Linked DNA regions of Sus scrofa: region 1 is linked to region 2. The links are chromatin contacts, called in public Hi-C maps. All regions are on one chromosome and are shown on one strand. Each heading gives the region's core, a stretch centred on a gene start, on an enhancer-like site or on the middle of the called end of the contact. The rest is flanking DNA. Distances are from core to core; before and after follow the strand shown. Region 1 holds the start of RARS (arginyl-tRNA synthetase). Region 2 holds the start of PANK3 (pantothenate kinase 3).

The links. Hi-C and Micro-C count contacts between places; a contact is called where the count stands out from the background.
Region 1: a contact with region 2 is called in a Hi-C map of liver, with 2.4 times the contacts expected there. The contact joins the promoter of RARS here to the promoter of PANK3 in region 2. A contact is called at or near these places in 1 of 5 promoter capture datasets (fetal liver), 4 of 47 Hi-C or Micro-C datasets (blood, heart right ventricle, liver and 1 more) and 1 of 2 datasets of contacts at active chromatin or transcription factors (alveolar macrophages).

Annotation. Positions count from the first base shown.
Region 1 is chr16:55,409,705-55,413,688 of Sscrofa11.1, reverse strand. It overlaps RARS (arginyl-tRNA synthetase), which reads left to right and starts at 1,613. Exons shown (of 15, transcript NM_001244260.1): 1 at 1,613-1,674; 2 at 2,913-3,047. The coding sequence starts at 1,630.
Region 2 is chr16:55,311,987-55,315,979 of Sscrofa11.1, reverse strand. It overlaps PANK3 (pantothenate kinase 3), which reads right to left and starts at 2,647. Exons shown (of 7, transcript XM_003134072.4): 1 at 2,310-2,647. The coding sequence starts at 2,337.

The DNA of each region.
Region 1 (3,984 bases), core at 364-2,863, 99 kb before region 2:
TCATTCCCACTGTATTCACTAGGAAATTAAATATCTCTGCCGTCACTTACAAATTCCTATATGCTTTGCTTTTGGAAATCTTTCCATCCATGCTCATATCCAATCCCCCTCTCTGTTATCAAATAAATGTCTGTCTCAGACCATTTGCATTCACTATTCTCTCTGCCTTGAACCACCCCCCCTGCAACCCCCCCCACACACTCTTCATTACATTAATAAACAGTTTTTGGGAGTTCCCGTCTTGGCCCAGTGGTTAACGAATCGAACTAGGAACCATGAGGTTTCGGGTTCGTCCCTGCCTTGCTCATGGGTTAAGATCCAGCGTTGCTGTGAGCTGTGGTGTAGGTTGCAGACCGTGGCTCGGATCTGTGGCATTGCTGTGGCTCTGGTGTAGGCAGGCAAGCAACCAACAGGCTCCAACTAGGACATCCTAGCCTGGGGAACTCTGCTCATTAAGGCCGTGACAGAGTGCGGGCTCGCTCACACAGCACAGCCCAACTAACCATAACCAAAGCGAGTGCGGCCTCAAAAGACCGCCCCAAAAAAAGACAAAAAAAAAAGAAAAGAAACAGTTTTTGAGCAATTCCTGTGACAAGCACTGCTCTAGGTGAATGCTACATGCACTTCGGGGTATAGAAGACTCTCTAAGGAGTCTGTGGGGATACATTAGAAGAGTCCATTTACAGGTCATGAGTTTGTGTGTACTCTTTTCTAAACTTGGTCTTTTTTCTCAGACCCAGGACAACTGAGGAACTCCCCAAATGGCCCAACCCCCCCTCATTAAATACCATCTTCAGCCAAAGACAGAGGAGGATTTGGGGGGTAATGTTTTGAGTTTTCGAAGGAGAGGAAGGCAATTCACATAGGGCTGGGAAAGCAAATGGCTGGTACACAAGTGTTTGCTGAGACTTGCAGAGACAATGAGACAAGAGCAGAATCTGATCTCCAGGCCCTGCCAAGTCTCACCAAACCCACTCCCGCCATAAAATTGGCAGATATGTCTGGTGATGGCTTTATTCCCGGAACAGGCACCTTAAATTCTTCAGGCAGCTAAGGGGTAGGTAAAAAGAAAGACTTCCTGAGTCTTCTGTTTCATGAAATAATCAGCCTAAAATAATTCTCACACCAAAGAGACACATTTTGCAGTAGCAAATTTTGCTCACCTCTATGAAAGCAAGGACCTTATCTGACTTTTTTCCACCTGTGTCCTAGCCCCTCAAAGAGTGCCCTCATACTAATGTGCATAGTAAATGCTGTTGAATGAATGGATTTTGTTAGTTCTGTACCCATTTCACGGAAGGGTGAAATAAAGCCCTTGAGAGACAGAGGCTTTAGCGAAATGCCTCTGCCCAAGTCAGTTAAACACAGCGCAGCTTTGATCCGATTCGCTTCAAACCCTCTGTCCCAACATTGGAACCTAAAGGTTCGGATGCTGGCGGATAATTCCCTGGAGGTTCTCCCCGCAGTGTCTCCTAGATTCCACCAGGGGGCAGCAGAGACAACAACAGCCCGTCAGCCTTGAGACGGCTGGGCGGGACCTTGCGGGACGAAGAGGGAGGGGTTCCGCTTCCGTGCGAGGCTTGTTACTTCCCCTTCCGGCGAGTTGGTGGGTAGGACGCTGGCGAGAGGATGGACGGCTTAGTCGCTGCCTGCTCCGCGCGGCTGCTGCAGCAGGTAGCGCCGCGTGGCGCCGTTGGGAAGGTTTGGAGGGCAGGGACCAGGGCCCAAGATTCCGCCCGGGCATCGACGGGACGGCGGCAGCGAGGCGGGGACCGGCCTGCTTCCTCAGACTCGGGCAGCGGGGTCCCGAGACCCGGGCCCGCGCTGCCTCGGAGGCTAATGCCCTCCCAGGAACGCTCTCCCAGAGGTGGGAGGGGAAGAATCCAGGGTCCCCAGGCCCAGTCGACTGGCATTCAACCAAGGGAGGGTCCCCTTCTCTCTGACTTCCCCAAACCAGCGTTTCCGGGGGGCTGCTGGAGCCTGGCGTGTTGAGTCCCCCCCCCCCCCCCGTCTCGATCAGTGCCCATCCTTCCGGAACACGCGCGGGAAGCGCGGGAACAGGGAGAGAGGAAAGTGAACTAAGAGCGGAAGCCCCAGGACTCGTTTGCAGCTCAGCCACCGCCCTCTCCATGATGCTGAGCAAGGGCTGTCCTGAAAAGCCCATGGAGTGGCTCATTATCCAGCAGGAGCTGGCTCTCTTGACTTCAGTATTCGTGGGGAGGAAACTGTCATAGCTTGTTGAAAGTGACAGTTCCCTTACCCTCTAGGCTAGGTAGGGTGGGCGGGAGGGGGTAATGGGGGAGTAGTTGAAGGACTCCTGTCTCCTCAAAGGAGCTGCTTTATACCACGTCTGTCATGGCATACAAGTTGGTCAAGTAAATGGGCAAGTTCTTCAGCGTTCTGAGTCATAGGGTCTTTGTCCGTGGGGATGTAAGTACCCTCTCATTGGGTTGTGATACAAATTATAGAGATAATTTCCGAAAAGTGTTTAGCCCAGTGCCTGGAACGTAAGATAAGCTCACGCATGGCAGTGTATTTTGGCTGTCTTATGCCCTGGTAAATGTTCTGACATTCAAATGAGAGTCTCTCCCTTAGGAATGCAGTTGGGTTGGAAGTGTTATTTTCTTTGCATTGGCCTTATCCCTTATTGGCCTTGATATGAGGCCTATGCCACAGCATGCCAGCACCCCTGTTGCTCTCCCTCAACACACACCCTTGACTTTTTTCTTATCAAGGATACTATCCTAACGTCCTCAGACATTTCAAGGAGGAATAATCGCAACTTATCAAAGGGAAAGTCCTTCATTCCTGTCTCCTCCGCCACACCCAGGTGGAGAGGAGGAAGTAGGTTTCACAGCATGTGGATATCATTCCTGAAGGATGGACTGAACGAAGTGCCTTTTCTTTCACAGGAGAAAGAGATTAAGTTTCTGACTGCTGAAATTGATCGGTTGAAAAATTGTAGCTGTTCAGAAGCTTCTTCAAATTTGGAGCGATTGCGGGAGGAAAATTTAAAATTAAAGTATCGGCTGAATATCCTTCAAAAAGTGAGTATTCTGCCATCTGGTTTCATTCTAAAGTTTGAATTGTCGTGTCTCTTTTCAAAACGGTTGTTACTGAAGATTCTGAAAGATCCTCAAATACCCTGAGGAATTTGGCACCAGGAGTAAAGAACCCTCTCCTTTTTCCCTGCATTAGACAGGTTAGGACTAAGTGTTGGTGCAAATAATGGAGAAATCACTGTTGTCTTTCCAGGGCCTTTTGAAATGTTTCGTCATACTAAATGCTTGGCCAGCTCGTTTTTAAATAATTGCCTTTATCAAAGTGAAATATTTAAAAATACACCCACAGTCCTTCTCTGCCCTAAGTTGGTTATTTTATAATTTTATTTTTACAATGTCCTGTATTTTTATTTTTCCACTTAGAATTTCAGAACATCTTTTTAATAATAAGCTTGTGCCATATTATTTAATGATTTGATAATCTGTAACAATGTCCATCACTTTTATCAGTTTGGTCACAAGTTAACCTTGCTTCAGTTGGGGTTTTCATTTCTTGGCCTGTCTTTCAGGTCTGCTGATGACACATTCTGGAAGATGGCCTCACTCCTGTAATTGTTCTGTGTATGTGTGTGTTCTAATTTCAACCAGGCTGCTCTGGCATTATGCCTTTTCCCAAAGCTGACCACATTTAGTCATCTTAGACTCTGCTTGCCTGGCTCCCATGACGTCTTTTTTTATTACCTACTTGATATGTTTTACTTGAAAGAGCTTTGTCTTTGAGTCTTCTAAAAAAATCACAAAATTCCTCTTCCATGGAATATTCCCCCACATTTCTCACCTTTCTGATTATCGCATTTATTCTGCACATGTTCATACTCATTTTCCTGCTAAGTTTATTTCAATTCAAAAGTTTAGTAAATACCTATTATGTGCTAGAGGCTGGGAGGGAAAAGAAACACAGTAAGGCAGGGTATATTCTAAT
Region 2 (3,993 bases), core at 1,398-3,897:
TTAATGTTTGATTTCATTTCTCCTCTGGAGCTGAACGAACACATCATTTCAAATGCTCATTTTTCAGTTATACAATCTAGCGCATGAAGCCAATTCCTTTTCTTATTTTCTGGTTAAATACATGCATCTGGTTTATAAGCTAGTATATATTAGTGATGTATCAAAAAGCAATGTCTTCTAACATTTAGGTGAGTAACTGTAAGAAAGTGTGTGAAGACCAATTCACTTGTTTTTAAACAGCTTTTAGTTATTAGTGCTGCTCTAAGGATTCAATCTGCAATGCATGTAAAGATAGTGCTTTACAAACTAAGTGCTCACTATTTATAATTACTAAAAAAAAAAAGAAGCCCTGAACAAGAACTCAAAAACAAAACAAATGCATCTTTAGCTAACCTGAATGGTTTAAAATATCAGAAACAGCACTTTCCATATACACACACACACATATATTTCCACGACAGTTCATAACTGCAATACTTTCTTGCCCACCCCCCCCACAAAAAACCAAGATGGTCTTTGTTTTTACTATAAAGAATTGAGTAGACAATAAATTCACTTTTTATATATAAGGGGAAAATGTTATTTCTGACTTCTAAATTACATTAGCTGACTTTTTTTCCAGCATAATTCCATTTTAACATTAACACATAACACAATGTAGTAATAAGCAAATTACTTCTAAAATATAGGTGTTCTTTTATTTCTCAATCTACAGTTTATAACTTTTAAATGTTATCTTTGCTAGATATAAAATACCTTTGACAGACATGGTATCCACAACTGATTACAAGTCTGTTCAAATCAAATCACTGTCATTGCAAAAATAAAATACCATAAGGGTCAGAACGCTTGCCATAATTAAACTCATTTTACTAAAAGGAAACTCTCTGAAGACAAGCAGAGAAAACGTATGTGTTGAGGGAACATGTCCAATTGTTCTACATTACTGCATCTGTTCAAGATTCATTTAATTCAGCAAATGCAAATTAGAAGTGTTTCTATATTACTGTAGTTTAAGCCTTCACATCACTATTTTACAGACTCCTGAGCAAGAACTCTTTAGCTATCATTTAAAAAAAAAAGGTTTTAATGGGCAGGTAAAACTGCCAGATCAGCAAGGTTTGTGATTCTTTAAGTATTTAAAGTATGCCCTACAGGTGCAAAAGGAAGAACACAGGACCATGAGTAAGCCCTGAACCTCATTTAACAGAATTGGTGGGTGCAGCCTTGGAAGAAGGTACTATGGGGCGCAATAAATTCAATTTCCTCAGCAGAGTTAAGACCAGATTACCTCACGTTTAAATAAGAGCAGTTTTCAGAGTGCTGGGATGTGGCCTCTCCGTGGAGGTTTTCGAGAAACCTGTCCGCACGAAGCTGATATCGGTGCTGGTTTATAGCAAATTTCCTAAAACTGTAAGGAGGATCACACGACACCGTAATATGGCAAAACACCAATACAGTGCTAAGCTAAAAGCACTCCTAGCTCCTCTAGAAGAATGTATTTCAAGTAAGACAGCCACAAAGGCCGAGTGATTAAATACTCCACTTACCGGAGCAAAAGGTTTTGAAAAGGCTAAAAACAAAAGGAAGCAAATAAAAGTTGATCCACTGTCCTAAAATATGGAAAGAACTTTTTTTTGAAAGTACATGCTATCAAGTCCTAGAAAAAAATCTCTATTTGAGTAGTCTACCAAAATATTACTAGTGGCAAGCTCTGACTGGCGGGAATACGAGGGACTTTAACCTTTACTTGTGTTTTTTAAAAGACAAACTTGAACTAGTAGTTACTCGGAACAAAAACAAACCAGGGCAATTATCCACTGTATGTTCCACACACGTGTGTTTAAAAGCCTCAGTTATAACAACAATGACAACTCCTAGGAACCCACCGAGATTTCAAGGACACAAGCAGAAAGCTCGGAAATCAGTTTAAAAAAAAAAAAAAAGGTGGTGGCAAATGTCCCCGCGCAATTTGACATCCGTGACCAACCATTTTCAACTTCGGAGAAAACTGGGAACGCTGTCTGGTAGATCTCGTCTTGCTTGGCAAAACCCGACACAAAAAATTCTCCCTTTCCCTCCCAGATCTCGAGGAGGAAGTGGGAGGAAAGGCCTGGGGGCGGCAAGCGCTCCGGTGCGAGGATGGGGAGTGAGCCTCCAACCGAGTGCTCAAAAAGTCCCTCCGCCCCCATCCCGTGCAGGGCGCCGACCGGGAGCGACCGACTTCGAACCAGGCCCCTCCGCCAAGAGGCTTCCAGACGGGGCCCAACGTGCCCTCCCAACCCGACAGGCCCAAGCCCTCATCTTACAGGGTTTCTTGGCATCCTTAATCTTCATGGCGTCGGCCTAAGAGAGGAGAGGCAGCCTTCGGGTCCGACTCGCAGAGGGTAGTGGCGGAGACTGGAGGTGGCTGGGCCGCGCGGGGAGGCCCGGCCGGTTCCTCCCCTCGGGCCGGGCGGGGCGGGCCAAGGGCGGGGCGGCGGCGCCTGAGGCGAGGCCCGGCCCAGGGGGCGGCCCCCCCACCCCCGCGAGGGGCGGCCGGGACCGAGGGAGCAGGGGAAGGCCGCCGGCCTCGCCGCTCCGGGCCCCCCGCCGCCGCTCAAACAAAAGGCCCCGGTCCCCCAAGCCACCGCCGCCGCCGCACTGAGAACTAGCCCGCCCAGGCCCAGCGTCCACGTGACGAGAGCACCCCACCCCCCTCTCCGCTCTCCGCCGGCTGCTGGGGATTGTAGTTCCCCAGGTCGCAAGACCCCGCTCTCAGGCTGCAGCGGTACAGATGGACTACAAAACCCAGGATGCATCGCGGCTCCTCCTCCCAGTCCCCTCCGCTTCCGGGGATCGCCTCAGAGTGGCCCCAGAGAGGAGGGGGCGGGGCCTTAATCACGCCAGCGGCTAGGAGACCAATAGTGGCTGATGTGGGCGGGCTGCGGAAGTCTAGAGCTCAAGCCTCGCCCAGTCGGCGAGAAAGAAGGAGAAGGGGACGTCTTGCTTGTGTTGTAATGGCTGTTTTGCAAGTGGCAGACTTCCTCTAGAGGCAAAAAAACGTGGTTATTGTGCCAAGGAGGGCTCTAAATACGGGGCTCTAGAGCCGCTCTTTAGACAAACCAGTGAGTGCGTTTGCAAATTAAAGTCATCCTCGAAGGAATCCCCTGGCTTAATTGAGACACCTCCAAAGCTGGTGTTGGAATAATGATTATCATAATAGTATACGGTAATGATGATAAACACTTTTGGGGAATTATTTAAGTTAATTCAATAACTTTGTAAAGTGCGTGCATTTATTGTCCATCGCTGTTTTTTTTTTTTTTTTTTGGTTTTTTTTGGGAGGGGTATGGAACTCTTCACGTATTTGCGTGTCATCCTTGCGCAGGGTCCATGCTAATGTATATCATTCCAGTTTTGTGCTGCCAAAGCGAGCACTATCTATTGCTAATTTCGAAGATGGGACAAGATCTGAGAAGTTAAGTCACACGTGGGGCACGTGTTCTTTGCCACGGGTCCACGGTTCCCTTCAAGGGGCTTTGTAGCCCAGCTTCCCCTTCCAATGAGGAAATTGATTCCTAGAGAAGAAAATTAAGCGCTCTAGTTCTTACTCTTGTCCCGCCGTCTCCTAGATTCTGAGTCTTACAGCTGGAATGGAACGGAAGTCTTCTGGCTTCCCCTCCTCCAGTTAGCTGACCAGGAATTTAGTGACTTCGAAATAGGTGGTTTGAGAGTCGGCAATGGAGGATTGAGCTTTATGGCCCCTTCTTTGTGGAGGATATGACAAGGGTTTTGAGTAAGGACTGGAAGGGACACAAACCATCATTTAGGGATTTTGTACTAAGAGTTAGCACTTTACAGAGTGCTTTCTTTACTTTTAAATTTTTAACTTAAATGTAGTACTCACAACCACCCTTTGAAATGTAACTCAAAGTTGAATTCCCATATCGTTTTGTTTGGACAACTTGGTTACAAAGTCGAGGAGTTCTCAATGTGGCTCAGAGGTAATGA